7 separate regions of the Mus musculus genome follow, and all the other regions are linked to region 5. The links are chromatin contacts, called in public Hi-C, HiChIP or PLAC-seq, Micro-C and promoter capture Hi-C maps. All regions are on one chromosome and are shown on one strand. The core of a region is the stretch at or near the end of the contact, and the rest is flanking DNA. Distances in the headings are between cores, read along the strand shown.

The links. Promoter capture Hi-C pulls out the DNA fragments that hold promoters and counts their contacts. Hi-C and Micro-C count contacts between places; a contact is called where the count stands out from the background. HiChIP or PLAC-seq counts read pairs in DNA pulled down with a chosen protein or histone mark.
Region 1: a contact with region 5 is called in an H3K4me3 HiChIP or PLAC-seq map of stem cell-derived neural progenitor cells, with 4 times the contacts expected there. The contact joins the enhancer-like site here to the promoter of Zfp768 in region 5. A contact is called at or near these places in 9 of 39 promoter capture datasets (the HPC-7 cell line, HPC-7-derived erythroid cells, cranial neural crest and 6 more), 1 of 484 Hi-C or Micro-C datasets (bone marrow-derived macrophages), 7 of 115 datasets of contacts at active chromatin or transcription factors (acute myeloid leukemia, bone marrow-derived macrophages, kidney and 2 more) and 1 of 9 other capture datasets (embryonic stem cells).
Region 2: a promoter capture Hi-C map of frontonasal cranial neural crest shows a contact between it and region 5. The contact joins the promoter of Stx1b here to the promoter of Zfp768 in region 5. A contact is called at or near these places in 5 of 39 promoter capture datasets (cranial neural crest, frontonasal cranial neural crest, hematopoietic stem and progenitor cells and 2 more).
Region 3: a promoter capture Hi-C map of embryonic stem cells shows a contact between it and region 5, with 3 times the contacts expected there. The contact joins the promoter of Hsd3b7 here to the promoter of Zfp768 in region 5. A contact is called at or near these places in 2 of 39 promoter capture datasets (embryonic stem cells and pre-B cells) and 2 of 115 datasets of contacts at active chromatin or transcription factors (bone marrow-derived macrophages and extraembryonic endoderm stem cells).
Region 4: a Micro-C map of embryonic stem cells shows a contact between it and region 5, with 3 times the contacts expected there. The contact joins the promoter of Kctd13 here to the promoter of Zfp768 in region 5. A contact is called at or near these places in 2 of 39 promoter capture datasets (embryonic stem cells and liver) and 2 of 484 Hi-C or Micro-C datasets (embryonic stem cells and liver).
Region 6: a FOXA1 HiChIP or PLAC-seq map of pancreatic cancer cells shows a contact between it and region 5. The contact joins the promoter of Taok2 here to the promoter of Zfp768 in region 5. A contact is called at or near these places in 2 of 115 datasets of contacts at active chromatin or transcription factors (memory CD8 T cells and pancreatic cancer cells) and 3 of 9 other capture datasets (adipose tissue, liver and pancreatic islet).
Region 7: a contact with region 5 is called in a Hi-C map of adipose-derived mesenchymal stem cells, with 5 times the contacts expected there. The contact joins the promoter of Doc2a here to the promoter of Zfp768 in region 5.

What each region holds. Positions count from the first base shown.
Region 1 is chr7:127,673,246-127,676,992 of GRCm38.p6, reverse strand. It overlaps a transcript of Bcl7c not described here. Among named protein-coding and RNA genes, the nearest start is that of Gm39090, 16 kb to the left of the region's middle. Within about 2 kb of position 1,427, at least 60 of the 459 cell types and tissues checked have an H3K27ac peak or open chromatin away from gene starts, as enhancers often do. A contact at or near this core is called in hippocampal neurons, neural stem cells and stem cell-derived neural progenitor cells, where this site is marked.
Region 2 is chr7:127,822,534-127,826,368 of GRCm38.p6, reverse strand. Stx1b (syntaxin 1B) reads left to right here and starts at 1,838. Exons shown (of 10, transcript NM_024414.2): 1 at 1,838-2,109. The coding sequence starts at 2,080.
Region 3 is chr7:127,799,134-127,802,724 of GRCm38.p6, reverse strand. Hsd3b7 (hydroxy-delta-5-steroid dehydrogenase, 3 beta- and steroid delta-isomerase 7) reads right to left here and starts at 2,116. Exons shown (of 7, transcript NM_133943.2): 1 at 2,011-2,116; 2 at 1,479-1,650; 3 at 1,109-1,264; 4 at 783-891; 5 at 612-711; 6 at 327-489. The coding sequence starts at 1,644. It overlaps Setd1a (SET domain containing 1A), which reads right to left. Exons shown (of 19, transcript NM_178029.3): 18 at 3,497-3,591; 19 at 2,603-3,419. The coding sequence ends at 3,246.
Region 4 is chr7:126,926,563-126,930,277 of GRCm38.p6, reverse strand. It overlaps Kctd13 (potassium channel tetramerisation domain containing 13), which reads right to left and starts at 1,399. Exons shown (of 6, transcript NM_172747.2): 1 at 980-1,399. The coding sequence starts at 1,223. It also overlaps a transcript of Tmem219 not described here.
Region 5 is chr7:127,343,374-127,346,944 of GRCm38.p6, reverse strand. Zfp768 (zinc finger protein 768) reads left to right here and starts at 1,631. Exons shown (of 2, transcript NM_146202.1): 1 at 1,631-1,796; 2 at 2,070-3,571. The coding sequence starts at 1,709.
Region 6 is chr7:126,883,602-126,887,056 of GRCm38.p6, reverse strand. Taok2 (TAO kinase 2) reads left to right here and starts at 2,090. Exons shown (of 16, transcript NM_001163775.2): 1 at 2,090-3,151. It overlaps Tmem219 (transmembrane protein 219), which reads left to right. Exons shown (of 6, transcript NM_026827.1): 6 at 742-838.
Region 7 is chr7:126,846,213-126,849,812 of GRCm38.p6, reverse strand. It overlaps Doc2a (double C2, alpha), which reads right to left and starts at 2,260. Exons shown (of 11, transcript NM_010069.1): 1 at 1,781-2,260; 2 at 951-1,398; 3 at 514-593; 4 at 257-331; 5 at 42-151. The coding sequence starts at 1,227.

The DNA of each region.
Region 1 (3,747 bases), core at 178-2,677, 330 kb before region 5:
GCCCCTACATCTCAACATATCAGAAGGTGCAGAAGGATTTCAAGTTCAAGGCCAGCTTGGACAGCGCAGCAAGACCTGGTCTGAAAGCTAACAATCAATACAATCTCAGGCAAAAATAGGATTCCCTTTTTATACCCCCCTGGGCTTGTGCTACCACACTGTCAATGCGCCGACACTCTTCCAGGCTGGAGTTGTTCCTCCTGGACCACAGTGCATCTGCACCTGCAGGGCCTCTCCAGAATGAGATTTGACTCTGGGTAAAGGCCTAGCTGCAGCATAGTAGTTTGGATGTTTTTGTTTGCTTTGTTTTAGAAAATTTCTCACGACATAGTACAAACTGTCTTCCAACTTACCATCCTCCTGCCTCAGCCTCTTGCCTCCTGAATGCTGGGAGTCTAAGCACGCCCCACCCCCACCGTGTCTGGCAGTTTGCGGTTGAGAAGAATGAGTGTCTGTCTACTTTTCAGGCATTTAACCAAGTGAAATTGTCATTATTATTATTGCTCCGTGATAAATCTCTTAGTCTGAATTTCGCTGTCATCGTAATTCAGCAAACTGCTCAAGTAAATTTTGTTTGACTTTAGGTTGCGGTATGACTGAGAGCTAACAGACCCGGGCTTGTTATAATCGCTCTCTGTCATCACTCACGGTTGAGAATCTGCCTTCCAAGTTAAGGGTAGCAATGACTGGGGTCCCAAGGCATGCACTCCAGCTAGGACTTCAAGGTCATGTAGGTCACAGCTTAAGCAGCTGAGATTCCTTGGTCTACCCGCACCATATCTTCTACTAGCAATGAGTTCAGCACTGTGCTCGGGCCCAAGCTCCACCAGACCAATCCCCTACCTCTTCTTTTCAGGTCTGTTTCTTGCGGTCATTCCCAGTACCAGTTAGAACAGTCACAGTCCAATCAGAAAGCAGAACCACACCAGGGAAGTTTAGCGTACAGAATTATTTGGGGGTATCCTGGCCCACAGTTGTAATCTCGGTCCTTGGAAGGCTGAGGCAGGAAGACCAAAAGTTGAAGGCCGATCTGGGTTATGACAGTGAGACCTTGTCTCAAACGAAAAAGAATTATTGATAAATGACTGAATGTAGGAGCTAAAAAGAATTCCAGAGGATACAGAAGCTATAGATATCAGGACTGGCCACTGTCCTTGATGCTGAATGTTAGAGAGGAGTCCTCTTCCCGGGCTAAGATCCAGACTTCATTTGAAGGAACATGACAGGTTAGTCACTGGTGTGCTTCAGCAGTGGGGTGTCCTAAGAGCCTGTCGCATCAGCAGAGTCAGGTGAAGCACTGGAGAGCTTTACGGGGACTCTAGCGAAACTAGGCTGGCATTGCCCATGTGATCTGCTTTGGGAATGCCTGCCTGTCTTTCCCAGCCCTGCTGGAAGGGACATGTCAGAACAGGACTCGGGCGCTCTGGCTGTACACATGCAGTGTGAGAGAACAAGACTGCGAGAAGCTGCGTCATCCATTGCCTGTAGGACAGTTGCTATAGAGACCAAGTGCCGGAGAAAGACTGCTGTGCCAGAGATCTCTAAAGAAAGCTGCATCAAGGTCAAGGTGTAGTGTGTGTGCAAAGATATCCAAGTGTCAGAAATCCGTGCACACAAGTGCAGGATATGGCCTGGAGTTTGGATGTTGGGAGAGGATGTGTGGTACAGGGCCTGCAAGGGCTCTTTGTTTCAGACATCCATCCATCTAAGGCAGAGGACCTCCAGGATGTCCCCATCCATGGACTGGCTCAGCAGAGCTGTGATGAAAGACAAGAGAAATGAGAGCTCAGAAGAAGCAAGCCGAGCAGCCACGTCCTCTTACACTGTGCCTCTAGCGCCCTCTACTGGCGAAGCTTAATGTGATGCTCTGTGAACCATCTAGATGTGCCATGGTCAATCTTAAAGAAGGAACCAGAGGATGAGCTTGGAAAAACAATAAACTGAATCCATACAGATGCCCTGTGTCCCACAGACCCTCAGGCCAATGTGGGAGCAGGGGAGGGAACCGTGAAAGGCTTGGGGACTTCTCTCTAGAAAGACCCATGAAAGACCATGTCCCTGAGGAAAACACAGATTAATGGCACTGCTGGCCATCTGAAAGAAGCAAGCTCAGGGTCATCTATGCATCAGTCTGGCGCAGACAGCAGTTATGTGGACCCTGGAGAATGATCACATACGGCCACACACTCCATCAGGCAGTGACTCCCATGGCAGCTGCTGTGTGGAGCAAATCAGTACAGCTCTTGATGTTTGGTGTGATCCTGGCCTTTTCTCCGTGCAAAGTATATCCATCAAAAGAAGGGTTTCACGGCGGCATTGGCTGCAAAGGAAGAATCCGTTTTCCCGTGGCTCCCAAAATTCCAGGGCTTGTACCCCAGTGGGGAGTTTTATACATTAGGTAGTTTAAGATGTGTAAACATAGCTGGGCGTGGTGGCGCACGCCTTTAATCTCAGAATTTGGGAGGCAGAGGCGGGTGGATTTCGGAGTTCGAGGCCAGCCTGATCTACAGAGTGAGTTCCAGGACAGCCAGAGCTACACAGACAAACCCTGTCTTGAAAAAAAACCAAAACAACAACAACATGTGTAAACATGTGTCCTTCAAGGTGAATGTCAGGCTGCCCTCATATATCTGGTCCCCCTTAACAAGACTTGATGTTTGAGGCCGATTTTTACATCAGAAGGAACATGCTGGCTATCACCTGGGGAGTTACAGGGATCAGAGCATGGCAAGGCTCTGCGGCAAACCCAAGTTGCCATTCATGCTGCTCTGTGCCTGCACTTGTGATGCGGCCAATGCAGACTCAGTCAGTGTCCATACAGACGATGGTGCTTGCCTCTATCAAGCACCAATGGAAGAACTCTTATTTATTTATTTGTTTGTTTGTTTACTTACTTATGAGACAGGGTCTCACTATGTAGCCCTGGCTAGTCTGGAACTCATTATGTAGACCAGCCTGGACTCAGAGATCCTCCTGCCTCATCCTGTGCTGGGATTGAATGTGTATCACCAATTTGACAGAGTTTTAAAAAATTATAATTCAATTTATGTGTATGGCTGTTTTGCCTGGATGTGTGTCTATGCACCAGTGTCCTGTCTGATGCCTGGGGAGGTGAGACAGGGGTGCTAGGTTCCCTGGAACTCGTGACAGATGGCTGTGAGTGACCATGTGGGTGCTGGGGTTGGAACTCGGGACCTCGAAAAGAACCACCAGTGCTCTTAACTGCTCAGCCACATCTCCAGCCCTTCCCCCTTAAAAAACATGCATTTATTTTATGTATGTGAACTTTTTGTTCTCATGTATGTGCCTGGTACCTTTGGTCTCTTGGAACTTGAGTTATAGGCAGTGGTGAGCTGGCATGTAAGTGTGGGGAACTGAACCCAGGTCCTCTGAAAGAGCAGCCAGTGCTCTCAACCGTTGAGCCATCTCTCTGGATTGCAGGCCAACACCTTTTTATAGCCCTTAATTTCACTTGGTGCCATTATCATCCTGAGACTGGCTTGCTCTCTGTGCTACTTTCCCCATTGCTGGAAGAGCACCCAGCAGATGCAGCTCACGGGGGCTTTATGTCTGCTCACAGCTTCATAAGCTTTATAAGTCGCAATGTAAATATCTTGTGTTTTCCAGTGGTCTTATGTGACCCCTGTGAGGGGTTGTCTGACCCCAAGGTGTCAGGGCCCACGTGTTGAGAACCAATATTCCAGAGGTTTCTTACAGTCAAAGTCAGATCTAAAGTTGAAGTGTCTC
Region 2 (3,835 bases), core at 589-3,088, 480 kb before region 5:
AGGTAGAGATGCCATCATGGATGAGAACAGGAAGAAACACTTCTGGGCCACTATCCCTGGGGTCTCCACACCAGAGTCCTGGCCATACTCGCTATAGGTAAGCTCTGCCAGCATGGTTTTTCTCTGTGTTCTTGGCTCTGGCTTATAGCAGTGCCTTTCTCTGAGATTCCCTGGTTTACAGGTATAGGTGAGTGGGTACTACAGGCATGAAGATGCAGGAAGGTACAGTAGGCCAAGATGAGAACCTAGGCTCAGTGGGTGAAGTGTACCTGAGTCAGATCTCCAGCATCCACACAGAAGCTGTGTACAAGAGCACACCTCTATACCCCTGTAAGCCTGCAGGCCCCAGAGGCACAGAAACAGGAAGGTCCCAGCTCAACCAGTAGATCAAAAATGGTGTAAGGTTGGGTTCAGTGCAAGAGCCTGTCTCTAAAACAAAAACTACAAGTAAGCAGGGCGTGGTGGTGCACACCTTTAATCTCAGCACTTGGGAGGCAGAGGGAGGTGGATTTCTGAGTTCGAGGTCAGCCAGGGCTATACAGAGAAACCCTGTCTCGAAAAAACAAACAACACAAACAAACAAAAACTACAAGTAAGGTGGGGAATGACAGAAGCCACCCAACACTGACCTTTGACCTACATGTGTGCACATGTACAAGTGAGCACACCTACATACACGTGTACGTAAAGTCAGAGGGATTAAAAAGGAAGAAGATAACTTAGCTCCCAGGAGCCCTGACTGAGGGTCACAGATCAGAGGAAGAACTGGAGGGAGGGGGGAGGCAGAACTCAGAGGTTAAGGGCGTGGGACGTGGGGGGCGGGGGCAGGCGAGGTGAGGAGACAAGAAGAGAGTCTTGTCTTGGCTGTAGGAACTGTTGAAGGTCACAGACGGTAGGCCCTGCCTGCCATGACACAGATGAATGGTGTCTTAAGGTAGTTACTGGGTATTTGGCAAAAGCAGGGTGGAAGCCCACCCAACTGGGAGTCCAAACCCCACTGCCATGAGAAGAAGAACTGAAGTAATATTTAAGGATAGGATGGAAGGAGGGAGAGCAGAGGGTGGCAGGCTCTCTGGACCTTCTGCAGCACCAGATTCAAGATTCTACACCCCCACCACCACCAAAGATTCTACTCCCAGCAGACATCTTCCTTCCTTCTGCATCCCCATCCTCACCCCAACCCCCGGCTTGGGGGATGGAACCCAGGGCCTTGCAGGCAAGCATATACCACTGAGATTCACTCTAGGCCAAGATAAATATCATTTTTAACACAGTCATCCAAAATCCCAGACCAAAAGTCTCAGCAGGTAGTGACCACTCTGTTCTTGGGGGTTGACAAGCTGAGATCCACCAGTGCCAGGGCACTCTCAGGTAGGGTGACAAAGGATGTACAGAACAAGCCCCATGTCCTTCTCAGCAAGCAATAGCCACATACAGGGTCAGGTTTGTTATTTCTAATGCCCAAAAGACTCTTCCGCAGAGCCGAAGGGACAGGATAAAAGGAAGTCCTGCGTAGGCTCACAGACACTCCGCTCCTCTCAGGTTAGTCCCTTAGTTCATTGCCTTAGACCTTCTCTGACGGTCCACCCCAACTGCAGTTTACCCAGCATCTCTATCCCTGCCTCTGCATCTCTCCGAGCTTCTTGGGCTCCCCCCTCCCAACTTCTGGGCCTCCCCAGTGCCCCTCCCTTGGGTGCCCCTCCCCGGACTACAACCCCCAGGCGCCCCCAGCCCGGGGCGCTGCGCATGCCCCCTGCTCCCCGCCCCCTCCGCTCCCCCTCCCTCCCTTCCTCCTCACCTCCCTCCGCCCCCCTCCCCCGCGCCTCGGCTCCCGCATCCCTCCATCCAACCCTGTGCCGCAGCCGCATCGCCACCGCAGCCTAGGCAGAGCCCAGTCGGCCCAGGCCCCTGTCTCTGCCTGGCCTTAGCTCCCCGCCCCCCCGCCGCGCACCTTATCCGCACATCCCTCGGAGGTCTAGCCCGGTGCCCCCAGACCCCGGCCTCCAGGACAGAGGCAAGAGGCAGAGAGCAGCAGCGGAGGCGGGAGGACGAAGAAGGGGAGGAGGAGCCCGTCGCAGGATGAAGGATCGGACTCAGGAGCTGCGGAGTGTGAGCTAAGGGGTGGGAGAGGTGGGGAGGCGGGACCCTGTATTTGGGGAGCGCTTGGGGGATGGAGTGGGGGAGGTTCTGAGACATGGGGAGCAAATGATGAGACTAGAGGTTGGAAGCCAGGAGCCCTCACATCTCCTGGCACCTGGTATCTCCAGTGAACCTGCAATTGGAGGACAGTGGCTGGAAGGAGTTGGAGGCCATTAAGACACAAGGGGGCAGGAGAGGTCTCAGGGGCCTGGGCAGCCCAAATGCCCGGGAGGACCCTAGAATCTAACCTGGGGGTGGGAGAAAGTGAATGTCAAGAGAGGATTGGGGGACACCATCATCCCCTAGAGCAGGCTTGTCAAATTAGGCGGATGGAGGGGGTGGTTGCTGGCCAGGCCGGGTCCAGGAGGACCCAGATTTGGGATGCTATGGAGGACACAGGTTGGAACTAGATGCCAGCACCTGGCAGTGAATGAAGTGTGTGGTGGTACTGGTGGTGGTGGTGGTGGTGGTGGTGGTGGTGGTGTGTGTGTGTGTGTGTGTGTGTGTGTGTCCACGCGCACGCGCACTGGTATGTTGCTCCGTGGGGAGAGGGCACTGCTCAGAGGGGGAGTGTGTGTGTGTGTGTGTGTGTGTGTGTGTGTGACTGAGTTCCCCTGGGCCAGAGCCTCAGCTTAGGTGACCCCAAAGGTGAGAGAGGAGAGAAAGATCCATCCACCAGGTCACAGAATTGGGTTGTGTGACATAGGCCACACAGTGCTTGGGGGAACTGGAGCATGGGAGCAGCCAGGGGCAGGCTGCTGGAAGCCAGGGGCCAGGCTCCAGGCGGTTGGCCAGCAGAGCTGGAGGAGGAAAGGTGGGGGGCTGCAGGGGAGGCTGCTCTTTGGAGGGACTGTGCTCGCCTGCTGAGAATGGTTTTGGGCAGGGAGGGTGCCGAGACATTTTAAGAATGACATGAGCCCAAGGAGCTTGAGGTTCCAGTTTGCTGTGTGACAGTGGCCTCTGGATTGGGATATGTCAGAATTCCAAGGGATTGTTACTCTACGTGACAGATTGGGAAACTGAGGTTCAGGGATGGGAAGGGACTGGCCCAAGGTCATCAAGCAAGTATGTGTGTGGTACAGGTCAAATGGCTCAGGGGCCTCCAGGCTGCCGAGTTGACCATGGGACTACACCCTCCGGCCTTTGAAACACAAGTTTTAGAGTGTTGTTGGAAGCCTCCAAAGGTTGGGCCTGGAGTTGGGGACCCTGGTTCACAGGCCATACGGGGAAGGAACACAGTGGCTCTTTGGAGAGGAAGTGGGGAGAATGAAGGAGCTGACTGTGAGGGAGGAGATGTGAAGGAGTATTTACTGCGTGAGGAAAACCATAGTAGCAATGGCAACTGTACTGTGTGTGTTTTATAGGAAATCACCTCTGATTCCCGGCAATCTTATGAGGCTGGTGTTAGCATGATCTCATCTCACAGAAAAGGGAACAGAGGCTCAGAGACATTAAGGAACTTGGCCAAAGTTACAGAGCTAGAAAAAGGCAGGATTCAAACCCAGACCAGCAGCCTCAGTATCCTAACCGCCCCCCCTCCAGGTGCAGTTTGCAAAGCAGGTTGTCATGGCAATCCCATTAGATCCCAACCAACTTCCTGGTAAGGTAGACAGAGAGTCTGCCTTGTCTAATATTCAGGAAAACTGAAGCCCAGAGGGTTTAAAGATTTCCCCAAGCCACACAACTAAACAAGGGA
Region 3 (3,591 bases), core at 867-3,366, 460 kb before region 5:
CACCTCTCTACTGTCTGATTAATCAAAGTTGCCCTTCTCCAAGGCCCCGTAGCCACCAGCCCTCCTGGGCATCCTGCAGCTACTTGGATCCCGTGTAGATGCTTTCTCCCTTTCTCTGGAGAGCTGTCGCTCCTGTTGCTCATCATAACCTACGCCATGTTCTTATGTCAGCCCTCCCAACTGCTTGGATGCTTTCCCCGTTTTTCAACTCATGCAGAAAATGCCCACATGCCACTGTCTGCCTGAGCTCGCGTGGAGCCAGGCGTACACGCGTGACTCTGCCACCATCAGAGCCACTCCTCGAGCCCTGCTGTCCCTGTCCTTACCAACATAGACCCGACCGTGCTCCACAGAAGCTGGGACGGCCCGAAATAGACGACCTCCAAAGCGCAGTCCCTGGTAGTAGAAGTCTCTCATGACCTGATGACCTTCACCATAAATGCCCGTGGGTCGAAGGGCACATGTCACCAGGGGTAGCCCTCCATTGACCTGGTGGCAGAGGGGAATTTTGAAGTGTACCCACCCTCTCCACCGTGGGCTGGAGATGGATGCAAAGAAGCCTGGGACTCAGGCTCTGCCCCTGCAGCTCAAGTCCCATCTTTGCAGTGTACCTTCCTTCCATTGGCCTCGAGGACCAGCTGCTCAGCAAGGGCTTTACTGCATGGGTAGGGATGGCTGTGGACTGCCTCATATGGGGTATCTTCATTGCCCCTGGAGAGGGGAGAAAGAAGACTGAGTGCTGGAGGGAAATGGGCTCTAAGATTAAGTGGGGCTGAGCTCACCTGTAGAAGGGGTGGCCCTTGATGTTAGGCCCCACCACTTCCATGCTGCTCGTGTAGACCAGGTACTGAGTGCCAGTCTGCACACAAGCATCAATCACATTCTGTGTGCCTATGGAGGAAAGGGACAGACGCAAGCTGTGTCTTCCCGCCTCTCACTCCTTCTGCCCCCCCCCCCCCCCCAGTGTCCAAGGAGAACCGCATCAGGTCAGGACAGGGTTCGACAGCAGTAAATGGACAAGGTTATCAAAAAGGACAGGCCCTCCCATAAAAATCACTGGTCAGAGGCAGGCCACACACTAGGGGCCAACAGGTAGGTAGCAGCTCACCCTGCACGTTGACTTTGTGGATGGTCTTTGGACTGGCCTTCCCAAACACATCCACCAACCCAGCTGTATGGATGACCACATGTGATCCAGACATGGCTGCTGCCACCTCATGGGCCTGAGTCACATCCCCCTGGATGGCAGTCACCTGCACAGGCCCTGGTGGAGACCCGAGGCAGTGTCAGAGCTGGGGCCTTAGCCAGCTGCTGAGTTTGGCCTGTCCACACCCTGGAAGCCACATGAACCAATGACTCACCCGGCCCCTCTGTCTGGTGGAGAACAAACAGGAATCATCTTTTCCATAAGCTGAGGTATCCCAGTCTGGGAAGGGATGGGGCCTCCCTACCTCCTGCTACTGCCCCACTCCAGTCACCTGCTTTCAGCTCCTCCAGCCAAGAACTCAGGTGCAGGTCAAAGACACGCAGCTCCCGGAGCCTGGGCTCCCGTTCCAGCAGCATCCGAACAATATGTTCCCCCAGGAAGCCGCAGCCACCTGTGACCAGGTATACCAGTGTTGGCACCTGTGCAGAGTCTGCCATGCCCAGCTGTGGGAAGAGAATTTAGCTCACTAGAATTGCCTGGTAGCACCTGCTCCAACCATGTGTTCTTCATAGAAGGGATCATTAGGTGGGAGCAGTGTGGGTGGAGAGGCTGAGTAGCAGGGGTGGGTTGCAGTTTTCTGTGCCTGTAGCACTAAGGCTCCCTGCCCTCTGACCCTAACTGCTGAGTCACTAGAATTGGATGCAGAATGGGAGGGATTGAGGCGGGTGGGGGGAAAAAAAAAAAAAAAAAAAAAGACTAGATTACTAAAGGACAGGCAGAGAAAGCAAGGAGTTGAATAGGGAGGTTGGAAGGGCGCAGGCTAAAAGGCAGGCCAGCTGGGCCTCAGTATCAGCTCTGCCTACCTGTAGTAAGTCCCAGGGCGCACAAACTGGCCACTGGAGGAGGTTGTGTCCTGGACTGGTGGACCAGCTAGATGTACATAGGCTTCCTTCCTTCCGCTCGCTCCTCCCTCCTGACCCATTCCAGGAAGGAGACCAGCCTAGCCTCCACCCCTAGGGGCGGGCAAGGGGGTTTGGAGGGAATTTTCTTGCCAGAGTGCCCCCTGGTGGCCAGTCCACTCTTCAGTGGCAGGCAAAGGACAGAACCTGCCCATTTGGTAGTGTATTTCAGGATAATAGGGTAGGGAAGGGATGCCCCCATCACTGATATGTTTGTCCCTCCTGCTGGGTCTCCCAGTAGGCTGAAGGCCCAGCACCAGCTATGGTTCTGGGAGGGAGAGCAGGGTAAACCTGATCTTGACATAATTCTGGCTAGCATCCATAGTGAGACAGATCTGGCATGTTTGTTGTATCTAGGTGGTTGGTCCAAAGCAGCACTGCGGTCTGCAGGTTGATTCACCCCAAACTCAAAGCCACCCATTCCCCCTCTCTCCTGCTTCACCCACTGTGGCAACTTGCATCCCAGTCTGCTCTTCCCAAAGATACTGACCAAGCATTTTTGTACAATAAAGTTTAATCACAATTATAAAAATGTGGTGTTGGGTTTCACTATTAACATTATGTACAATCCAGCCCAACAAGAAGGGCCTGCCCCCCACCATCCTGGCCCACTGAGCCAGAGCCCTGAGACACCAGGGTGGGAGGGTGACCCACAGGGTCTGGCAGGAACAGATGAGGCAGGGTTCCAGGCACAGAGTTCCCAGGACTAGGGGCCAAAGGCCCCCCCAGGGGGAGAACATGGCCACTGCCCCAGAGACCCCTAAACTGGGGCGGGGTGCACATAGGGCAGAAGGGGAAGTCCCCATTAACATGAAGCAAAGGGCTATGCAGCCCCCAAGAATAGCATCTATACAGGCTGGTACCCCAGGTTTCCACAGGAAACAGCTGCTGGCAGCTACAAAACATTTACAGCTTCTTCTTCGCAAAGAAAAAAAAATTAAGAGGGTGTTTGGGCATGGGGCATAGGGGAGGCAGCAGATGCCTCAAAGGACTGAGGCTCCCTTGTTGGCCTCAGTGCTCCCTATCCCACGTGAAGGTGGGGGCAGTGGGCCCTGCTGAGCCCAATAAGGCTGGGGTGCTGGGAGCTTAGGGCACCAAGGGGGAATAAATAGGGGTGAGGGCACCGGTCCTGCCCCACCTCAGTTGAGGGAGCCACGGCAACTTTCAGTGCCGCACAGACACGGAATCTTGTTGTCTTCTAGTGGGAACTTGTAGTCGTAGGTGATCTCCTCATCCACGCCGATGGGCTGCTTCGAGTAGATGACAATCTTTTTCTGAGACTCAATGGTGATCACCTTCGCATAGCAGTTGGGCTGCAGGAGGTGGGAGTGTAAGCCACAGCCCCACCTCACCCCTGCCCAGCCCAGCCCCGGCCCAGCCCTGAGCGCACCGTGCAGCAGTGGTTGATGAACCTGGCGAGGTTGCCACACTTGGTGGCATCAATGATGGTGTCGTGATCCACCCGGAAAAGGTAGCTGCTGCCAA
Region 4 (3,715 bases), core at 150-2,649, 420 kb after region 5:
CAGATCCCTCCCAAATCTGCTGGGCAGTCAGAAGGCTCTCACCGTGGGAACGTTGTTTTAAAGTCAGGATCTCATTATGTAACCCAAACTGAGTGTTAGCAGTATAGGCAGGAGGCACCAGGCCCAGCTCACCATGGGGGAGATTCTTACCAAATTACCTTATCAATAAATGTAACCCCTTGTATTCATTTTAACCATCTAATTTAATGAAAAATGCCCACTTCAATCCTCCGGTTCACAACGATGAAGTAGTAACATTACTTGGAATACCAAGAATTACTGTGATTACATGAGATTTTCTTGCTTACTGGTCATTCCTACTCCATGCCCTCCCCAACTCCCTGCGGGGTGTGGGGCTAACTCCCCAAGATTCATCATTTCCCTTTACCAAACTTTCTCTAGCAGTAACTGACGCATCACAATACTAATCAAATAAGTGAATTTTCATCTTCGGTATTTGAAAGCCGAACTTCACCTCCTAAGTGTTTGCTTTTATCTATGTTAAGCCCTTCCCCTTAAAGCTATTCTACAATAAGTGAGTCCCAAATTTAAGGCAACACTCCCGAGAAGGTTAAGGTTCACCTGTCAAGAAAAGCTGCGCCCTTCACTTCGCATTCATGGATGATTCCTAGAGTGCGGGCACTGGGCACTTGTATTAGAGACAGACCAAATCTTTCCGTTCTCGAGGCTACCTGGGGCGGTTCTACCGCAGAGAGGCAAACAAAAGGCTGGGCAGTGGGAAGTAAGTGATAAAGGTTGTTTGAGGGGTACTGCTTGCAGTAGACCTGGTTCCTTGGCTGTTTGAACTAAGGGAAGAAGAGCAGATAATCGGCAATGGAGCGCTTGGCAGATGTTACTGCTGGAAGTAAAGGATTGGGGAAAGAGAGAGATTCTGAATTAGGAAAAGATAAGATGGGACTAGGGAGCCTGGAATGAACTGGGAGCTGGAGGGCAGCACGTGTACCGGCGGCACGCATACCTCCCGCGTCTGTGAGCACTTCAACGCGGCCGCTGAACATGGCCTTGAGCATGGTGTCCTGCCCCGTGAGGGTGCGCAGCGTGGTGTAATGCAGCGAGCCGCCCACGTTCAGCTTCACATACTTGCTGTTCGGGGTGAGGGGCTTCAGACTGTACGAGGGGGAGCCAGGCTCCACACTCGAGGGGCTAGGGGACTCCAAGCATTCGGCCGCAGCCGGCGCCGGGCCCGAGGCCTCGGCCGACATGCCAGTGAGCGGACGCGGGTGGCAGTCGGAGGCCCTCTCTGCGCCCCGGTCCGGTTCCCTGAGATCCCGCGACTCCAGCGCCGGCGCCCGGCCGCTCGGCGCACACGCCCACTCTCCACAGCTACTCCGCGACGTCCACCAGCCGCCCCATCGCGCGCTCTCTCCACCCGGAAGCCGGCGCGCGGAGCTGCGCAGGCGCGGCCAGGCCGAGGGCCGCGTCTCGGGGGCGGAGCCAAGAACCGGGGCGTGCGCAGTCGGTGGCGCCGTTGCAGTCCAGCCTGCGGGTTGGGGGGTGTGGTGTTCTGAGAAAACGTCTAAAGGATCCTTTGCCCCCTTGTTCATGTGGATGGAGAATACCGCAACCCGTGACGATTTCAGCAGCGCTTCATTCGCGTAAAAAGAAACAAGCGCAGAGGCTGAAGGTTGAGTATAGTTTTCCTAGCCCAGCTCAGTGCACTTGACAGACTGTTAGAAGAACCGTCAACAAAATGAAAGTTCACCGCGCGTGGTGGCACACACCTCTAATCCCAGCACTCGGGAGGCAGAGGCAGGCAGATTTCTGAGTTCGAGGCCAGCCTGGTCTACAAAGTGAGTTCCAGGACAGCCAGGGCTAAACAGAGGAACCCTGTCTCGAAAAAACCAAAAACCAAAACAAAAAAAAAAAAAAAAAAAAGAAAAAAGAAAGTTCTCCAATGAGGCCATAGGGTTTCCAGGGGACTCACAGGTTAGAAGGCGGGTGCAAAGAGTTCCCTGAAGGGAAAAGGATAGAGACCTGAATTACATATAACTAATTTTAGCCCTGGAGGCTGAGGCAGAGAGATTATGAGCTCCAGGGGATCCTGGCCTATACAGTCTTACCTATCTCAAAGCAAAAGGAGAACCATTAGGCAGGAACGTGGCGATTACAAGAATAAGACTGGACAAGCTAGTGAAGGTCTTAGAATCCCAGCTGTCATGAGACCTTCCAAGGAACCCCAAAAGAGAAGAAGGTATAGGGCATTGTGAACAAGAGGTGATAGCTGAGGTATTTAACAGCCTGCCCTAACGTCTGGAAGGGGTTTTGTCTTGGATGTTTAAGCAAAGTCAAACCAGGCAGTGTTGGCTCACACCTTTAATCCCAGCACTCAGGAGACAGAAGCAGGTGGCTCTCTGAGTTCAAGTCCAACCCTAGTCTACATAGAAAACCCCTGTGTCGGGAGAGAGTTCCAGTTTCTCTTCTCCAACTCTGTCACCAGCTGACTGGAAGATCTGGGCAAAGCTCCTCTCTCTGGGTCTGGTTGGTTCTTTTGCTGCTCAGTCAGGGGTACAAATCTAGTGTTGGCTCTGGAGAGGTAGCAGTGTGGAGAAGCAAAGTGGCTGTTAGAAGATGTTATCAAGAAATGTGTCCGGCACTGAAGAAACTTGTGTTCTGCCAAGAGGGATTGCCAAGCCTGCTCTCCCTACCAGGTGGAGCAGTGAGAAGGTAATTCTTGACTGGAACTTGCTCTCCTCCCTGAAGCCTTGCTGTTGCCAGGACTGGCCTAGCACCCATAGCGAGGCTGTGGCAGTGGCTTGGTCAGCTCAGTTTTACAAAACACCAATTTCAGGCAAATTCACACTCTGGTGGATAAGAAGCATATTCCATAATCATATCTGAACACAAAATGACCGAATATAACTCTCTCCTACAAATGCTAATTCTTTACTGTAGGAGGCATGGGGGAGGGGTCCTTGCACTCACAGATAAACACTTGGGGAATCTGTAATGTTAAGCACAGAAAGTTGTTCCTTCAAGGGAAGAAATGCTATACCTTGCAGAAGGCTGGAACCAGCCGTTAACTAACCTGGTGACCTTGGCTCTCTGTTTGGCAAGAGACTTCCAGCACCTAAAGAGAGTTGTAAATTTGTCTTCCACAGACAGTCTTTTTTTTTTTTAAGATGTATTTATTTATTATATGTAAGTACACTGTAGCTGTCTTCAGACACTCCAGAAGAAGGAGTCAGATCTCGTTACGGATGGTTGTGAGCCACCATGTGGTTGCTGGGATTTGAACTCCTGACCTTCGGAAGAGCAGTCGGGTGCTCTTACCCACTGAGCCATCTCACCAGCCCCAGACAGTCTTTAAAAGCTATCTTTATGTAATTTACAGAGTTTTGATGGAGTTACATCTGACCTGTATTTAGTTTTCTTTGTTCCTCAAAGAGATTTTGGTATGTTTTTTGTTTTGTTTTGTTTTGTTTTTAACTCAAATTCGAGTTAATTATTACCAGAATAAGTTTTCACCAAGTTGTGATGTGCTTAAATATGGATAAAATAAACTAGTTGGGGGTCAGACTTTCCAAATTTGAACCAACACTGGCTACTGGGGTCCTGTTGAGTTGAACTGCCTTCTTGACTCTGCAGGCTGCTGAAGGTCTGAGACCCCTGTGCTTTACACAGGGAGTTAGCCCTGATTCATTCCTTTCATCTTGTAGATAAGATTGAGGGGGAAGTCGGTTGGTTTGTGTATGCC
Region 5 (3,571 bases), core at 382-2,881:
GGAAGAGTGCAGAGCACAGGGAGACAGGGAGAAAGGCTGAACAGGGCCCGCAGACTGGGCGGGGCCAGGGCTATCTGCAGGTATTCCTTCTACGCTCCGCCCAACAGTTACCTAGCAACAGCCAGGTAGGTCTGGCTTGCTATAAAAGGGCCTGTTTGGCCCACCTTCCTTCTTTCTCTTCTCTTCTTTCTCTTCTCTTCTCTTCTCTTCTCTTCTCTTCTCTTCTCTTCTCTTCTCTTCTCTTCTCTTCTTCTCTTCTCTCTTTTCTCCTCTCTTTTCTTCTCTTCTCTTCTCTTCTCTTCTCTCCCCTTCCCCCTCCCCCTTCCCTTCTGGAACTCTTCAGTGTCACTCTCCGAACTGTCCCGCACGCTTGTGAGAAAATCAAGAAACGAGGAATCAAACACAAGATTTGGAAAGGGAAGAAATTAAAGGTCGTCCTATGTTAGTATCTCTGGAGTGGCCCCTCAGCACCTGTAAAACCTGAGAGCAGAAGAAACGAGAAGGGAGAAAAGCAGAGGAGGAAGGGTGTCTACCCTAAGAGCCCTAGGCTTCCATTCTTCCTAATACAGGACAAACGGCTCAGGGGAAAGTTTACAAAGCGCAGGCCGAGCTCGCGAGGAGACGCCCGGCGCCTCCCTCTCTCACTCCCGCAGGCATTCCGGGCATCCTGTTAGAATGGCCTGAACGCCCTCTGCTCTACACGGCCCGGACCCACGGTGACCCCGGGACCACGGTGAAGCAGAGACAGCCGGCCCCAACAACCAATCCTGGGAGGAGTGGGCGGTGCCTCGCGGCGCGGAGGCGGAGCTGTTTCTCTGGCAACGAGCCCGCATCGCGGAGGGGGAGGGGAGGGCGAGGGAGGGGGGAGTGGGCGCGGGTGTCACTGTCGTAGCTCGGCGGGCTAGCAGGCTCTGGGCTCCAGAGCCTGGTTGTGCGGTCAAACGGGCGTCCGTCCGCGTTCCCGGTGCCAGTCCGAGTGCCCCGAGGCTGAGGCGAGGAGCTAGCCGCCTCCCCCGCTGGCGCCGGGAAGCGTCGCTCCTTCTCGCTGACCTTGGTCTCACTTGCCGCTTCGCCCTTGGCCACACTCAGTAGCCAGCACATGGTCGGAGAAACCTGCAGACAGGTCCCCGGTTAGGCCGAGACCCGCGATACAGACACACAAACTGCTGTTGCCCTTCCCGCCGGCTCCGGGGCGTCGGGTCGCCCCCACCCCCCGAGGCCCGGGAGATCCAGTCCAGGGTTAATGCCAACGAGTTTCCACCTCCAGCCGCTCCTAGAGAGGCCGCGGCGCGAGCCAGCGGGGGGAACTGGCCAGGGACGGACACTTCCTGTGCGGGGGGAGGGGGCAGGGGCGCAGTAGCCCGGCCGGGGCTAGGGGCCGAGACTAGAGGGTCTCGGGCTGGGAGTTGTGGCTGGGGGACGGCCGGAGGAGTCGCCTCGCCCCTCACCTCCGAGGCCACGACGCGCGGGGGCCGGTGAGGGCCACGAGACAATCGGGGACCTTGGGAGGGGGGCGGGGCAGCGGACAGGGGCGGGGCCGGAGAGGCCCAGGGTCAAGACGTCCGGCCTTCGCGGCCGAAGCCAGGCCGCCCGGTCTCCTCGGAGGCTCTGAACGCGCGGGTGGCGAGGGCTCGGGGCTCCAGGCACTCGAACTGGGTCGTAGGATCGTCCGCCATCGCCACCGCCGCCGCACTGGGAACTGGCAGGGATGGAGCGGGAGGCGTCGTCGTGGGGCCTGGAGTCCCGGGATGTGCACAGTCCCAACGCAGTGGGCAGCCCCGAAGGGTCTCTCAAAGGTGAGGGAAGGACCGCGCCTCTTAGGAGTGTGCCAGAAAACTGGGCTGTGGCCTGCGGGAGGGAAATAAGGCCGGAATCTTAAACACTTGGAAGTGGGGTGGAGGGTGGAGACTGAGTGCCCCGGGTCTTTAGAGGGGAGGTGGTACATTTTGTCACCTCACTTGTAGGGGCCAATGACCCTGCTTGGGGAGTGGGAAGAGAATTTTGGGACAATTAATGGACCCAATGACCTTCCAGACCCCCATTCAATCTGGATTTTCTGTAATTCTCAGATCCTGCAGGCAACACAAGTGAGAATGAAGAAGGGGAAATTTCTCAGCGAGAAGGCAATGGGGACTATGAAGTTGAAGAAATACCTTTTGGGCTTGAACCCCAAAGCCCAGAGTTTGAGCCACAAAGCCCAGAATTTGAATCCCAGAGCCCCAGGTTTGAGCCTGAAAGCCCAGGGTTTGAATCCCGAAGCCCTGGGTTTGTGCCCCCAAGCCCTGAGTTTGCACCCAGAAGTCCTGAATCAGATCCTCAGAGCCCGGAGTTTGAATCCCAGAGTCCTAAGTATGAGCCCCGAAGCCCTGGCTGCCATCCCAGGAGCCCTGGCTGTGAACCTGGGAGTCCTAGGTATGAACCCAAAAGCCCTGGGTACGGTTCAAAGAGCCCCGAATTTGAATCTCAAAGTCCAGGGTATGAATCTCAGAGCCCCGGGTATGAACCGCAGAACTCTGGAGATGGCGTTCAGAATTCTGAGTTCAAAACCCATAGCCCTGAGTTTGAAACTCAAAGTTCCAAATTCCAGGAAGGTGCAGAGATGCCTCTGAGCCCCGAGGAAAAGAATCCCTTGAGCATCTCCCTAGGAGTCCACCCCCTGGATTCCTTTACTCAAGGGTTTGGGGAGCAGCCCACAGGAGCGCTGCCTCCATTTGACATGCCTTCGGGGGCTCTGCTGGCTGCACCCCAGTTTGAGATGCTCCAGAATCCACTGAATCTGACAGGAACCCTGCGTGGGCCAGGCCGTAGGGGTGGCCGGGCCAGGGGTGGGCAAGGCCCTCGACCTAACATCTGTGGCATCTGCGGGAAGAGCTTTGGACGAGGCTCGACCCTGATCCAGCACCAGCGCATCCATACCGGCGAGAAGCCTTACAAATGTGAGGTTTGCAGCAAGGCCTTTTCCCAGAGCTCTGACCTCATCAAACACCAGCGCACGCATACAGGCGAGCGGCCCTACAAGTGTCCCAGGTGCGGCAAGGCCTTCGCTGATAGCTCTTACCTACTCCGCCACCAGCGTACCCACTCTGGCCAGAAGCCCTACAAATGTCCACACTGTGGGAAGGCCTTTGGCGACAGCTCCTACCTCCTGCGACACCAGCGCACCCACAGCCACGAGAGGCCCTACAGCTGCCCCGAGTGTGGCAAGTGCTATAGCCAGAACTCGTCCCTGCGCAGTCACCAAAGGGTGCACACTGGGCAACGGCCTTTCAGCTGTGGCATCTGTGGCAAAAGCTTCTCCCAACGGTCAGCACTTATCCCCCACGCCCGCAGCCACGCCCGTGAAAAGCCCTTCAAGTGCCCAGAGTGCGGCAAGCGCTTCGGCCAGAGCTCAGTTCTGGCCATCCATGCCCGCACCCACCTGCCAGGCCGCACGTACAGCTGCCCCGATTGTGGCAAGACCTTCAACCGCTCCTCTACACTCATTCAGCACCAGCGTTCCCACACAGGCGAGAGGCCGTACCGCTGCGCTGTGTGTGGCAAGGGCTTCTGTCGCTCCTCCACGCTGCTACAG
Region 6 (3,455 bases), core at 841-3,340, 460 kb after region 5:
CTGGAATTCTACTCAGACAGCTCCAGTGGATCTACTGAATGGGGATCCCTGGTACTGGTGTCTACTCTGCCAAAGCGCTTTATGCCTTCACTCAGTCACCAGGGCACATAGAAAACCGTTTTCTCTGCTAACTAGATCTTTGGAGGGAAAGAGCTTGGCAAATGTAGTAGATGAGGTCCTCATAGTACTAATACTACTAATTTACAACATCTCTCTTAGTGAATAAAAGCAATCCAGAACAGCTCTTCATCTTCTCTCTCTCTCTCTCTCTCTCTCTCTCTCTCTCTCTCTCACACACACACACACACACACACACACACACACACACACACACACACACGTTTGAGAGCTGCATGCTTTTCGTCCTGCTCCTAAGCCCTCCCCAGGTTCTGCTGGCCTCTGTGTGCTAGGACATCTCTGTGGGAGAAGCTGAAACAGCCTAGACTGTGGAATGAATCCAGCCCAGAGGAACTGGAAGCTCAGAGAACACTGCTAATTTTCCTTTGGGCCAGGCCTCACCACCCATCTTTTTACAATAGGAAACAGTGGAGCCTATTCACTCGGAAGTGGGAAAAGGCATCTAGCTTTTTGGCTGCTGGTTGATCCTAGAGTTCCAAGGCTACCCCAGTGGGATTGAGTGCCAGAACCTATCCCTAGATGTCGCTTCCTCTGATTTTTGAATCCTTGCAGAAATTCATCCAGGGGTTTTCTTACCTGTCCTGTTTTCTTCCTTTTCTCCAGGTACAGGTCAAGTTCTTGGGGCCCACTTCTGAGTTTAGAAGACCTATTACAAAAAGTGAAGAACTAGACTGTGGGAAAATAAATGGCTTTTGACTACTATTGTGTAAGGTACTTACTGGGGATTGGATTAAAGTAAATACTGGGGACTTTTCCTTGTTGACGTAAAAGAATTTTTTTGTTTTGTTTTTCGAGACAGTTTCTCTATGTATCCCTGGCTGTTCTGGAACTTACTTTGCAGACCAAGCTGGCCTAGAACTCAGAGATCCTCCTGCCTTTGCCTCCTAAGTGCTGGGATGAAAGGCACATGCCACCACTCCATGGGGGCTTTTCTTTCTTATTGGGTGTGCTCATGCCATGGCCCGTGCATGGGGGTCCCAGAGCAGTTGTGCTCTCTTCCTCAACCCTTGCATGGGTTCAGGGGATAGAACACAGGTTACCAGCCTTTTCTCAGCAAGCACATACTTAGTCATTTTGCTCCTGTCCAATTTTGTGGCACTGTGGGTTGAATGTAGAGCCTCGCCTACACTAGGCAGGCAAGCACTCTACCACTGAACAGGCTCCCCAGCCTTGTTTTGTCACGTCTCACTATAGAGCCCTAGCTGGCTTCAAATTCAGAGATCTGCCTGCCTCTACCTCTCAAGTTGCTGGGATGAAAAGCCTGGGCCCCCTGGCCTGGAACTCAAAATCTTTGGATGTCACCCTCTCTAGTTTCCTGATGATTAGCGTCTTGTTACCCTTGTTGACCTTAGTTTGAAATACAAGTTGGCATAGGTCACTTAAAACTGTGGCCGTGTTGGTGGATTTGCTTTGGAAAATATTTGTGGTTTTTTGTTCTTTGTTTGTTTGTGTGTCTGTTTGTTTTTTGTTTTTGATACTGGAACTCCATTAGGTTACATACCCTGCAGAACTGGTATCCTCCTGCCTCAGCCTCAGCTTGCTGAGTGCTGGAATTGTAAGCATTAATCTAGCACTATATACTCTTTAGACACACTGTGAACACAACTGTGCTACTTTGTCATTTGTTTTCTTCCATGAACTTAAATTGATGTTCTGTGTATGAAATGCTTAATGCGTTTTGGCAAGTTATACAATCCTACTGGACCTCAATTTTCCAGTAGGGATTTGACCCATTGGGTTTTCCGAACTTTGGCACATCGTTCTCGCACTTGGGAGCTCAGGTTTAGTTTAGATACTTGTGAACATAATAATGGTCCGGTTTCCCGCCTTTCCGGCGCCCAGCTGCCAGCAGCCTTGCTTTACTCCTTTCAGCCTTTACCCTGCACGCAGGCGCAGACCACAGCTTTCCTTCCTAGAGCACCCCCTCAGAGCTTCCCCTAGCAACAGGCTCAGTCGCAGCGCGAAAGCGTGGCGGGCGCATGCGCCACAGCTCTCTCCACCAGCAGTCCTTGGACCGCGCGCTTGGGCTCCACCCCAAGCAAGCCAAGCCTTTCTCCTCTCCTCTTCCCACCAAGGATCCGCGTGGCGGGGCGCGCGCGCACTTGGGCTCGAAGGCAGCTTGTCGTCTGGGCCGCGGCGGCTACTGGCGAGGGGCGGGGCTATTTCCTTTGGGGCCCCACCCCTTTGGCCCGGCGTGCATACCGCGCCTGCGCGCTCCCGCCCGGTCTCCATCTTGGAATTGGGAGGAAGAGAGAGAGGGAGAGAGAGGGAGGCCGGGACGAGAGCAGGGCTGTGGTGCGGTGAGAAGCTGAGACGAAAAGGAAAGGGAGTGAGGCACAGGGACCATCAGCAGCGCCTCCGCTACAGTCCTTCAGCTGTTCCGGAGAGAGAGGACGGGAAAGGGAGTAGGCCAGGGCTGGAGTAGGGGCTGTCACTCTCGGACCCCAGCCTTAGAGGGGCCGTGCAGCCGGGCGTCCTCGGGGTGGGCCCCTTGTCGTGGCCGAAGACCTGGGGCTCAGGCCCCTGGGTCCCAAATTTTGGGGCTTGGTCCCTTGTTTCTCAGATACCCAGGTATCAAACCCTCGTATATCAGATATCTGGGACCCAAAGTCCCAACCTTTACAAACCTGGGTCTCTGTTTTATAGAATTTAAAATACCTGGGATTCAGGACCCTGTGTGCACCAATATCCGGGGTTCATCCTCCAAGCGATCAGATATCGGACTCATTTTTAGCCCTTGCAAATATACGGGGCTCAGACCCCACAATCGGAAATCCGGGATTCAGCAACTGTCGCCCTCGAGTTGGGGGAGGACTGGACCGCGAGGTCAGATCAGGTTGTCACCCCCTCCCCTCCAGGGGAGGCTTCCCGGGCCCGCCCCTCAGGAAGGGCGAAAGCTGAGGAAGAGGTGGCGAGGGGGAAGGTCTCCTTGCCCCTCTCCCTGCTTGTCAGAGCAACTGGAGTACCCCAGGCGGAAGCGGAGGCGCTGGGGCACCATAGTGACCCCTACCAGGTGAGAGACATGGGTGTATGGGCATGAGCCCCTCTGGTCAGCTCCATGCCGAGAAGCTGGGGCTGGGTAGGCCCTCTCCTCAGGATAGGGATTCCTGTTGGGCCCATGGTCAGTCTCTGGCCAGCCCAGTCTGCTTCTGTTGCTACCTCTTCTCCCTTTCTCTTGCCTTCATTGTGTCTGGTTGAAGGGGTACTCTCAGGTGACAGGGCCTGTCTTGTCACCAAGGGTCACGCCCTAGGATGCTTAGCCAATCAAATGGCTTTCCACCTTTCTAGTCTTTATTAATTTTGCCCTCACAACCACC
Region 7 (3,600 bases), core at 1,011-3,510, 500 kb after region 5:
AAACATTACAATGCCAGCTTGCCCAGAGGCGCTGCCCTCACCTGAGCACCTTGTGGGTGATGTCATCATCCGTGATCCCGCTGTACGTCAGCTCCTCATTCCACACAGGGTTCAGTGTGTTCCTCTGTGTCTTGGTTTTTAGCTTATTGGCCTGGGGCATGGGGGACAAAGGGTTCTGATGCATGGACCCTGCCAGCCCCAAAGGTGGGGGTAGGAAGGGACCCATAAACCAAGCCGGTCCTGGAAGGAGACATACCTTGCAGGCTCCTGGCAGGAGGTGAAGCTTTACATAGGGGTCAGCCAGGCCATTGAAATCCATGGGCTTGAGGCCCTGGAGGACAGGATGCAAAGGGGACTTTAGACCCCCAAGCCTTTCTCCCGCCTCCTGCAGGACTAGATTCCCCACAGAGTACAGTTCCAGAGATGCAGAAGGAGCAGGAAGGAGTACCTCTGATTGGGGGGAAGATGGAACCTCTCCCCAAGGGTGACAGCCTAGGAAGGAGGGATACACACCTTGGCCCTGAGGATTCTACAGTGCAGCATGCAGGAAGCCTGATCATAGAGAAGGTCAAATTCCAGTGTGCCCAGGGCGGCTGCAGAAAAAGGGCAAGGAGAGAGAGAGAAGGTAGTATGAGTCTTTGGTCCAGGTCAAGGTGTGAGACCTGGTGGCTAAAAGGATGTGTCCACATCTCTGCTGGCCTGCCAGTGTATGTGCAGGAGGCTGAGCAGCCATGTGCATGCCTGCGTCTAGGTCCCTGGCTCGGCCGCAACTGTCTGTGTGGGTGGTGGAGTGTCTCAGCAGAAATATTGAATATTGAGCCTTGCTGAAGCTGTAATCTGCACCCAGACTGCAGCTGTGGTGGCGGGACTGCCCTCCCTCCTCCCCATCCTCCACGCACACATTCAGGAGGCTGCTCTCTCCCACAAGCTCACTGAGCCCCCAGACTCACTGGTATCATCCGAGTCGTAGCTGTCTACCTCAGCTCCATCGTCGGGTGTAGTGGCCCCAAGGAGAGCCGCAGGGGGGGCCAGAGCCAGAGGGGCCAGATGAGCTGGGGCTTCCCCGCAGCCCGTGCCACCGCCGCCGCCGCCACCCTCTGGTCCTGGCCCCCTGCGAGGGAAGTAGTCGGAGATCTGGCGGATGGGCCTGATGGGTCCAGGGCACACGTTGATGGCCATGTGCTCCTGGATGTTGATGGTCATGCGATCGCCCCTGCGGCCCCTCATGCAGCACCTCTGACTGGGAGACGGGTGTAGAGCTGGAGTGGCCGGCTGGGGTCTGTAGGAACCTCACTGCCCTCCCTTCCTGGGTGTCGAGGGAAAAGATGATCTGCGCTGGCTGGTGGGCAGGCAGGAGGCCTGGCTTCACAAAGGGCTGGGTGGGTTGCCAGATCAGTCCTAAAGCAGACAGGTCGTGACTCCCCCTTAACCCTGCTCACTACCTGCACATTGTCCCTCTGTCACCTTTCCAGGGTTTTCCTCTCATCCTGGGCTCTCCCTCTGTCCCCATCCCCTCAAGTCCTCCAGGGACCCCACAGCTTCCCTCCTTTGCTGCTTGCTCTGAAGCTCTGGCCATCTTCTGCACCAGGCGCGGGGCTGGCCAGGGTGTCACCCACCCCTCTAGGCTTCTCTTCACTCAGCCCAAGCTTCTGCCTGCCTGCCTGCCTGCCTGCCTATCCCTAACCCGGGTCATCCGTTCTCCCAAGGTAGGGACCCCCTGCCTCGTTTTCTCCGCCTCTCACCCTCACCCGCGCTCCCCTGGCCAGTCCAGCCCCCGCACCTGTCCCTGAGCCTCCAACAGGTGCCCGGCACGGGCGGCCCGTGGGCGCAGGCTGGGCGGCGGCGGCGACTGCGGCGCGGCGGGCGAGGACCGAGCGAGAAGCGGCGCGGGGCGGGAGTGGCGGGAGCTGCTGCGGGCGGCCGGGAGGGGCGCGGGGCGCAGAGGGCCAGACACGGGCCCCAGAACGCACGCGAGTGCACACTCGACACGTGTGCTCGTGCTCACGCCCGCCCGTGAGCCTTGGGCCAGCTCACACGCGTGCACACTCACCCGAGAACTTGGCGTGCACCTCCGCGAGAGGCGCCCGGTGTTCCCCAGCTCCTCCCGGGAGACCCAGGCCCCCGCCCCGCCGCGCAGCCCTGGCGCCTCCCGCTGCCCCGCCTCTCGCCTTCGCTGGCTCCCAGGGCTCCAGGGCCCGACCACCCGGCCTGGTTGCCATAGCGACGCTGGTTTCCACTCACACCCCCATCCTAGAAAGCACCAGAGGGGAAAGGAAAGGGCAGCTGTCCTACCCCTGGGTGTCCGTGGGTGTGGCTTAGAGATCCGCAGTGACCTAGGGACCCGCCGGCGAAAGAGGAGAGACCTGCTCCTGCCGCTCTGGGGAACCACATTCGGAAGAAGACTGGCTTTCCCATCCCTCCTTCCATCTTGTGATTCAACTCAGCCCTTAGAACCTAGGTCTCTTTATCAGACCCACATCTCCCACCACCCTCTGTCATCTCCAGTTCTGTCCCTCGAACCTTCAGTTACCACGAACTGCCTCCTGCCTCTCGCCACTAGCCTTCTGTCTTGTTTTTTAAATATCTTAATGGGCATTAGCCAGATGGGAAGCTTGGGTTGGCCTTGAACTCCTGACTCTCCTACCTCACTGGGATTACAGGCTGTGTGCTAACAGGAGGCTTCAACCCTAACCTTTGATTTTCTTGCGTCCTGAACTTACCTCCTGGAAAGACCAAATCCTCAGAGAGGCCCTTCAAGCCAAGAATCCCCTGGCCACAGCTGGCAAGTAACCTTCAGTTTCAGAGCATTGCCGCCACCTCTAGGATCCTTTGCTCCTGAAAACTGCCTTCCGGGTCATTACAGTCACCTGATCCTAGCAGTCTTCTGGAGTGCACACACACACACTCACACACACACACACACACACACACACACACACACACACTTATATCTCTCTATATTCCTCTATCCATAACCCTTAGACTCAGCTCTGATGACAGTTTAAATCTCCCTGTTTACAGCCGGGGAGTTGCGGCAGAGAACAGGGGCTGATTCATCTCGGACCGGCCTGACACTAAGTCAGCCTCACTAAATATTGGGACTCAACAGAGAAATTCTTCTGCCCAACATGTGACTATGCTTAATACTGACTAACTGTACACTTGAACATTGTCCAGGCCTGCGGCCCCTGGTACAGTGTATGATCCCTAACACCAAATAAAAAAGATAACATGGGCTGGGCATAGTGGCACACAATTTTAATCCCAGAACTCGGGAGGCAGAAGCAGGCGGATCTCTGAGTTCGATACCAGCCTGGTCTACAGAGTGAGTTCCAGAACAGCCAGGGCTACACAGAGAAACTGTCTCTGGAAAAAAAAAAGAAAGAAAGAAAAAGAAAAGATAACATGGTAGTCGTTACATGTAAATTTTACATGTTTGTATTTTAAAACTTTTTTAAAAGAATACTATAAAGTCACATTATATAACACAATACCAGTCACCTATGAAATGGGCAAAATTCAAGTCTCAGCACTCTTAACTTACTAATTAAATGAGTTAATGGCACTGCTGGTGCAACTGGTCTGACACTGGATCACAAA